Linked DNA regions of Mus musculus: region 1 is linked to region 2. The links are chromatin contacts, called in public Hi-C maps. All regions are on one chromosome and are shown on one strand. The core of a region is the stretch at or near the end of the contact, and the rest is flanking DNA. Distances in the headings are between cores, read along the strand shown. Region 1 has its middle 33 kb from the start of Zfp362. Region 2 holds the start of Zscan20 (zinc finger and SCAN domains 20).

Region 1 (3,615 bases), core at 176-2,675, 230 kb before region 2:
TTGAACAGTGGTCACATCTGCAGACAAAGGCAGACACTGCTCCATTCACGCTCTGATCATAAGGAAATGTTATCAGTGCGTGAGGGAGGCTGGCTCCTGAGAAGATCAAGTCACCAAATTTCTCCCTGCAATTTCACGAATTCCTTACAGCTCAAACCAAGGTGGCTGGGGTGGGGTGGGGTGGGGGTGGGGCTCTTCGGTTCCTTGCTGCTCACAGTCTCCCGAGAGGTGGGAGGGAGCCTACAGGTTCCATGGTGTTTATCTACTTACCTGTGTCTCTGAGTTCTGGTTTCTCATTTCAAGGGTGGTGTGAGGTGGAGGTGAAGCTCCCGCTACAGGCGATGGAGAGCCTCCATGTTTGACGTCTGACCAACCACTAGACTGCCTGCATCTCTGCTCTTACTGCCTATATACAAAGAGATATTGAACACCCCGACATGTGCAATTGTGACGGCTATATAAGTGTTCATACACATCAGCATGCTTAGCAGAATGGCTGACAGACACACAGTCGGGACTCTGTCAGTTCTACCCCTTGTCATCTCTATCTCTACACTCAAAGCTGTTGGCTTTTGGCAGGCATCTACTGTCTGACTGTTGCCTCAGAAGACAGGTTGCTGGAACTCAGCTCCCTATGGCCCTGAAGTGACCCAAAGGCCAGCTCTGTTAAGGCTCTGCAACCTGACACGCTTAGGCTCAGCTTCTAGCTGTGTGACCTGGAGCAACTGTCTTCACCCTCCTGAACTTCCACTTCCTCATCTGGGAAACCATGAAACAATACCCCACCCCCACCCCCCACCCCCGAAAGATTGTGTCTGTGAAGGATGCGCCTGGCACCAAGCCCGGTATATGCGCAGCGTAATTTTTTGCCAAGGGCCACATCAGAAGGAAGAATGTTAGGGAATTGGCTTCGGTCCACTTAAAATCTCAAAGAATAAAGAAGTCTTTGTGACTTAAAGGATCCCTGTCTCCTGCTTGGACGGTCCAGATCCCAGACCATCCAGGGGCCTTTGAACTCGCTTGGCTTTGGCAGGAAGTGGACCCCCTCCACAGCAGAGAACTAGCCTTCCCTGCAGGCTTCCTGCTGAAAGAGCAAAAACAGAAGGAACGGTGGTGGTGTTGGGGGTTGGATCCTGGTCCTAACTTGTCCGTGCTGGCTCCCTGCGTGACCTTGACTGGATCTCTCATGATTCCTCGAGCCCTGTCTGTTCAGTGGGGTCAGACTCCGTGACCTCAGCAATCTCTCCTGGAGAAGGCGTTCTGGGATGCAGGAAGCCAGACCCCCTGGCTGTTGGGGAGATCAAAGGGTGTCTTCCCAGAGGAGGCCTTACAGCTGCTTGCCCTCTGAGTAGCTCTTGGCTTCCTGCTCTGCACAGGGCCTGCTGTGCAGCCCTGGGAACAGCAGAGGCCTCTGCTGACGTCAAATGTTGTGTTTCCTCAATCTTTTTGCCCCAGTCCTGAGTCACAGGGTTGAGATTCTTAATCATGGTTTTCCCTCCTGTGCTGTTGAGTTCTAGAAACATCTGTGTGGACCTTAGGACACTGTCTTCTTTACACTTCTAAAACCATTCATTATTTCTTTGTGGCTAATACTCATTTATACTCTGACTGGCCATTGAGACCAAATGGTGTCTTCACGCCTGACTTCTTGTCAGTAGGAGAGTTCTCTGGAAGGGTTTGATAGGTTGGTTACATGGCACAGGCTAAGCAGTCAAACAATACAGATATGGGCGTTCTGGAGAGGTCGAGGACACCATGGCTCCCTTGGTCCAGGAAGCTGGATGCTTTAGCAGTCTTGAGGTAGTGCTGAAAGCCTGGAAGATTCCAGAGAAGCCCTGGTCTTCAGGCTACCTGGGAAAACCGGAAAAGCCCGCAAACAGAGCAGCTGCTCACGCCAACAAGGAGCAGAAGGCAGAAAGTGGCCCCTTCACCCCTCAGACTTCTTCACACTGAGCCACCCTTGAAGGGAAAATCCTCTTTGAGAGAGGATCCTCTTCCCCCTAGGCAAGCCTTCCTGCAACTGACCTCTCACACGGCCCAGAGGCATGTCTTTTAGCTGATTCTAGATTCAGTCAAGGTGACAATTGTTAGTCTAGGTTCCGCCCCACAGTTACCTGGCTGTAGGTGTGCCTGACTCACTATAAAAGCGGCTGCTTGCCCCCTCCTCTCTCTCTTGCTCTCTTACCCTCTCCGCCCCCCATTTCCTTCCCCCCCCTCCACATGCTCATGGCCAGCCTCTACTTCTCTTCTCTCTCTCCCCCTCTCTCTCTCCGCCTTTCTCTCAACCCCCCTCCCATGCCCTGAATAAACACTATTTTATGCTGGTCCCTCAGGGGCAGGGATGCCTTAGCACGCCCGCAGAGGCACACCCTTCCCCCACACCTTACTGTACCTCCACCAAACACATCCCCTCTCTCCTTCCCTTTCTATAAACCACAACAACGATCATCCCCCATCCTGCACCTCAGCTGGCCGTCCTCTCCTGACTCTGCCCAACACTCCGAAGTCTTTATACCTGCTGGGCTAAAGACAGGGCTGGCTCTTTACTCTGGCATTTTCTGAGGTAACAGAGACCCAGGTATCCTTTGGAAGGTCTCCACCAAGCTCTACTAGGCTGAGCCTAGCCTGAGACCTGCCTCCTGTACTTTGCTTTTTTTTTTTTTTAATCAGTGGTACTCTACTCGCTAAAACACAGGAAACAGACTTCCTTCAGGGCCATCACAGAGGATAGAACCATTATGGTGGGATTGCAATGGGGAAGAGGGTAGACTCATGCAAATACAGTGGGAACAAGAGGGGATTTATAGATAAGGAACGGGCAGAGTCAGTGGGGAGAACATGATTAAGAGGAAAAAAACATCAGGGGAAGCTGGAGCTTAAACCGAACTAACTGGCTTCTTGCTGGAGGCAGGCCAGGATGGTCAGACATCAGCTGAGAGGGAAGGCAGAATGGGCGACTGGTAGGAGGCTATCAAGGGTGATCAGATCTCCAGGATGGAAACTCTCGCCAACCAGACTAAGCTTGGGTACTTGTGAAACTGGATCTACAAGGAAATGTACAGACAGGCCCAGGAGGGGCATCAGGAGCCGAACTGGAATTTGGGTAAGCCAAGAATCTTCATCAGCTCTGTCCAGACTCTCCTTTCTCACTCAATAATTCAGGATGCTAGGGTGTGACAACACAGAGATCTGACTCGAAGAAGCTTAAAGCCGGAGAGCCATTGATGTATGAGTGAAACCTTCTGCCAGATACCACAGGGAGGGTCAGCAGGCAGACTGGGGCTGCACACTCTGACTGGGACCCTTTCTGCTTTAACCCAGCAAGTGAGGTCACCTCTTGCTGCTGCTGCTGCTTCCTGATCTATAGGACAGGGTTAAGAATAACCCCTCCTTCCTAGCATCATTGGCATCAGTGAATTAGGCAGAGACTTCCGCCCTCAGGAAGAAAAACAGTGCACAGCATGAGTCAAGACATAAGACACACACAGAGATAGATGTACAGTGTGAGTCCATAAAACAGCGTTTGTTTTTTATGAAACGTGAAATGCTGTGATGGTTTTGGTCCCAGTTCAGACTTTTCTAGAATAATCTGTTATTTAAAAAAAACGTTGAAGA
Region 2 (4,088 bases), core at 594-3,093:
AACAGAAGACTCTTTCCAGGCAGCTAGGAAGAGCGTCTTAAAGCCCACCCCCACAGTGACACACTTCCTCCAACAAGGCCACACCTCCTCATAGTGCCACTCCCTGGGCCAAGGATATTCAAGTCACCACAGGGAGGTAGCACAATTGATAAGGTACCTGCCACATGTTCAATAAGGGTCTCAGTTCAGGTCCTCAGCATTCATATAAAAGCCAGGAGTGTCAGTGCCATAGGTAACGCCTGTACTGGCAAGTGGGATGGGGAGGCAGAGACAGGCAGATTCCCAGAGCTCATGGGTTAGCTAACCTAGCTGGATCCTTCAGTTCAGTAAGAGACCCTCACTCTAGTAATCAGGGTGGAGAATGCTCCAAAAAGGGCATTCATTTTGACCTCAGGCCTCCACAGGCACATGCACCTGCATGCACAGTGCATCTATCCACACAAACATGTTTACAAAAGAGGCGTTTGGAGTTTGCTGGAGGCTTTGCAGCTAGGGAGTATCAAGGCATAGATCCCACATTGAAAGCAAGTGGCTGGACTCCATGTTTTACCTACATATTATCTTTAATCTCCCAGGAACCTACCCTGAGATGGAGGTTTTGTTCTGTCACCTAAATTTTACAGCTGAAAAAAAAAAAAGACAATCGTGATGGAGTTGTTTGTTTGTTCAAGGACATACAGATGGGATGTATGAATTGGGGTTTGAATCTATGGCTGACTGACTACAAGACCCACATTTCCAGCTTCCTATTAGATGGCTCATACCTCAAGAGTATTTACAGTGTTTATCATAGGGTTTCTATTGCTATGACAAAACGCAGTGACCAAAGCAACTTGGGGAAGAAAGGGTTTATTCGGCTTACACTTCCACGTTGTAATCTGTCACTGGAGGGAGCCAGGATAGGAACTCCCACAAAGCAGGAACCTGGAGGCAGGAGCTGATGCAGGGGCCATGGAGGAAACGCTGCTTACTGGCTTGCTCAGTCTGCTTTCTTACAGAACCCTAGACCACCGGCCCAGGGGTAGCCCCACCCACAATTGCCTGAGCCCTCCACTATCAATCATTACGAGAAAGTCCCGCAAGTTCTCCCATAGTCCCTCTTATGAAGGCATCTTCTTCACGGAATCTCTCTTTTCTCTGATGACTCAAGCTCGTGTCAAGTTCGCATGAAACTAGCCAGGACCGTGGAACAAAGCAACTAAGTATTACACTAAGATTATTCAGCTACAGGGATTAACGTGTTTCTGACACCCAGGGATTCAAACTCCGTAAGACTAATTTACATAAAAATGGCTAGTATCTGCTATCTATAGTTGGATCCTGGATCCGAATTAACAGTTCTAGGTTTATTGCCTCACTGATGCCTCACATAAACCTGTCACATGAATGCTATTATTCTTACTTCACAAGTGAAGAGGTGAGATATAGAACTCTGCCAAACCACTCAACTAAGTTGTGAATTTGTGAATTTGAAATTGTAGTTACAACAGACAAACTCTCTCTTGCCCAATAGATGGTCACTGTATTCACCCTCTTTCCTTTTTTTATTATTTTTCCCTACTCTCTCCAGCTCAACCCAGGGGGCCCCACGCTTCTTCAGTAGACCCCGACCCCACGCCCTTCTAATCTAGACTCCACCCAGTAGGCGGCACCGTCACCGCAGAACCAATGGAAGAGAATAGTATCGAGCTACACCCCCCCAGGCATTGGCCCTGCAAGATTTGTTCCGGTACCAGAGCGCCTGAGAAGATGAGGCACTCATTGGCTGACGTCATCTGAGAGGCGGCCGATAGAGGAGTGGCCACCGGTGCTCGCGCGTTGCCTTTTGGGAGTTGTGGTCTCAGAGATCGGGTTCCAGGGCTGGCGGCGCTGGGACTATGCGTCCCAGCATCCCCTGCAAGAGCCCGGGAGCACTTCCGGCCTGTTGAGAAGTGGGTGTCTCTGTGGGTGAGTCTGGGTGGCGGATGGGGTGCAGTTGAGAATCAGGCGCTGGGCTGGAGGCTTTGGAGGTGGTGGTACCCGCGGGGGAGGGGAGCTGGGAAGGTGAGAGGGGAAAGCAAGCATCGTGGCGTGTGTGTGTGTGTGTGTGTGTGTGTGTGTGTGTGTGTGTGTGTCGGGGCGGGAGTGCGGGCGGGCAGAGGCTGCAGCGTGTGGAGATGGGCAGGGTCACCGAGGGGTCGGGATGAAGAGTGAGTTGGAGAGGCGGGCAGTGAGACGGGTCTTACCGAGGTCTGTGGGTAAGGTGGTAGAGATGCGTTTTGGCTGTGAGGGGAAGTTACCTTAGGGTCTAGAAAAGCACAATCAAGGGAAGAGAGAACTCAAGGGCCCTGGCAAAGAAGTGAAGAGGCCCTGAGCGGAAAGTCTGACCTTAAAATAGTGCTTCATTCTCGACACCTGCGTTCATGTCATCTGTGACGGGACTGGCTATTGTGTTCAATCCCAAACCTGTACTTCTTTCCTCATAACTGATAGAAGTGAAAGGCATCTTTATCTACTGACCCGCCCACCCTCGACTGACCCGCCCACCCCTGCTGACCCGCCCACTGACCTACTTGTTTTACCAGCTGATTCCACCTGCGCCTGCATTCTTCTTCATCCACGCCGTTTGCTGTACACTGTTCGAGGCTTGCCATTTCTTTAGTATCTCTTAAAATGACCTCTGTCTTCCGGGAGCCTCTGCAGAAGTGTCCACATTTTCATTTCTCCAACTCGGAGAAACATTGCAGCTAGTGTGATCTGTTGAAACCCTCAACTGTATACCTTCCGTTTGTTCTCCAGCTTGGAATCCATCCCTGGCATGCAACACGTGTTGAATGGAATCTGATCTAGTAGATTCTTCATAATGCTCTTTGCAGCCCACTTTTCCCATACTGCACGCTCCGGGGCTGCCAAGGTGTTTCCCATTCTCCAGGTGGGCCATTTTGCTTCTCTACTATTTCATAGCCTGCCTCTCTGCTGTAACCTCCCTCCCCCATTCTCTCTGCGTTGTACTCAAGAACCAAATCAACAGTTCCTTAAGCAAATTGCCACCTCCAACTTCCCAGCTCCCAAATCACACTTTCTTTATGACATTGGATTAATATAATTATCTGTGACTTTTAAATTTATTAATTATCATTATTATTATTTGTCTCTTCCACTAGATAGCTTCATCAGGGCAGGCAGTGTCTGGATCATCTCCATTTTCTTTGGTCCAGCCCAGAACAGCAGACATCTAATGTAGATCCAGCAAATGAGTAAAGACTTGGTGAATGTGGGCTAAAGACTCTCAGGGGGAGCTTTGTTAGACCACGTTTGAAAATGGCTACGGACTTCCAGGGCTGTGAGCTTCAATCTTCTTCCTGACATCGATATCTGCTGGGAGCTGAGGTTGTTGGGGGCTTAAGGACAGTGTTGGCCAACACATAGGGATGCATACAGCGGCTTCCTTTACCTGAGGCCCGGCAGCCATTGCTAATTGATCACAACATATATCCATATGGAGCTCATTTCTCAGCAGACTCCTCTAGGTAGCTTCCCCCATGATGGAGGATGGTCGGCTAAGTGAGGCCTATCTGCCACCCCCAGTTCCAGTCCTTAGATGCGAGTCTCCCCTCTTACAGCCATAGATTGCATAGTTAGCCCAGTAGGACTGACAACCATTGGGAGCTCCCAGCTGCTTAGAGGATCCCAACCAATCTGGTCCTCTCTCTGGACCGAGGGAGCATCTTCTCTCCTCCTCTGTTGTCACAGGAGTGGGTGGAGGGGGGGGGGGAACTTAGCTCCGCATTCACATCCAGTACCCAGTTGCCAAGGCCCCGCTCAGCTTCCCTGTGGTAAAGTGGAACAACTTAAAAAAAAAAAGGTTTTTGTTTTTTTGTTTTTAAATTAAATGTGAGAATTTTATACAGTGAATTCTGGTGGCCCTGATTTTGATTGAGTACCCTTTCATCATTTGGGGACTCTGCACCCCTCCTAAGTCTTTCTGGGAACTGGAAGTGAAACCTTTGTGATTTATTTATTCAGACTTCTGTCTGGAATAATGCTGTAGGAAAGACACGCTGCTTCCATTCAGTGCCAAGAAAGGCTCACAAAAAGAAAAGCAGGCG

Evidence for each region. A called contact is a pair of places that touch in the nucleus more often than the background predicts.
Region 1: a contact with region 2 is called in a Hi-C map of DN2 thymocytes, with 4 times the contacts expected there. The contact joins the enhancer-like site here to the promoter of Zscan20 in region 2. A contact is called at or near these places in 11 of 39 promoter capture datasets (3T3-L1-derived adipocytes, the C10 cell line, HPC-7-derived erythroid cells and 3 more), 2 of 484 Hi-C or Micro-C datasets (DN2 thymocytes and pre-pro-B cells), 7 of 115 datasets of contacts at active chromatin or transcription factors (bone marrow-derived macrophages, embryonic basal ganglia, embryonic stem cells and 1 more) and 2 of 9 other capture datasets (embryonic stem cells and liver).

The regions. Positions count from the first base shown.
Region 1 is chr4:128,837,736-128,841,350 of GRCm38.p6, reverse strand. No RefSeq gene overlaps it. Among named protein-coding and RNA genes, the nearest start is that of Zfp362, 33 kb to the right of the region's middle. Within about 2 kb of position 1,425, at least 160 of the 459 cell types and tissues checked have an H3K27ac peak or open chromatin away from gene starts, as enhancers often do. A contact at or near this core is called in DN2 thymocytes, bone marrow-derived macrophages, hematopoietic stem and progenitor cells and 1 more, where this site is marked.
Region 2 is chr4:128,607,853-128,611,940 of GRCm38.p6, reverse strand. Zscan20 (zinc finger and SCAN domains 20) reads left to right here and starts at 1,843. Exons shown (of 8, transcript NM_177758.4): 1 at 1,843-1,947.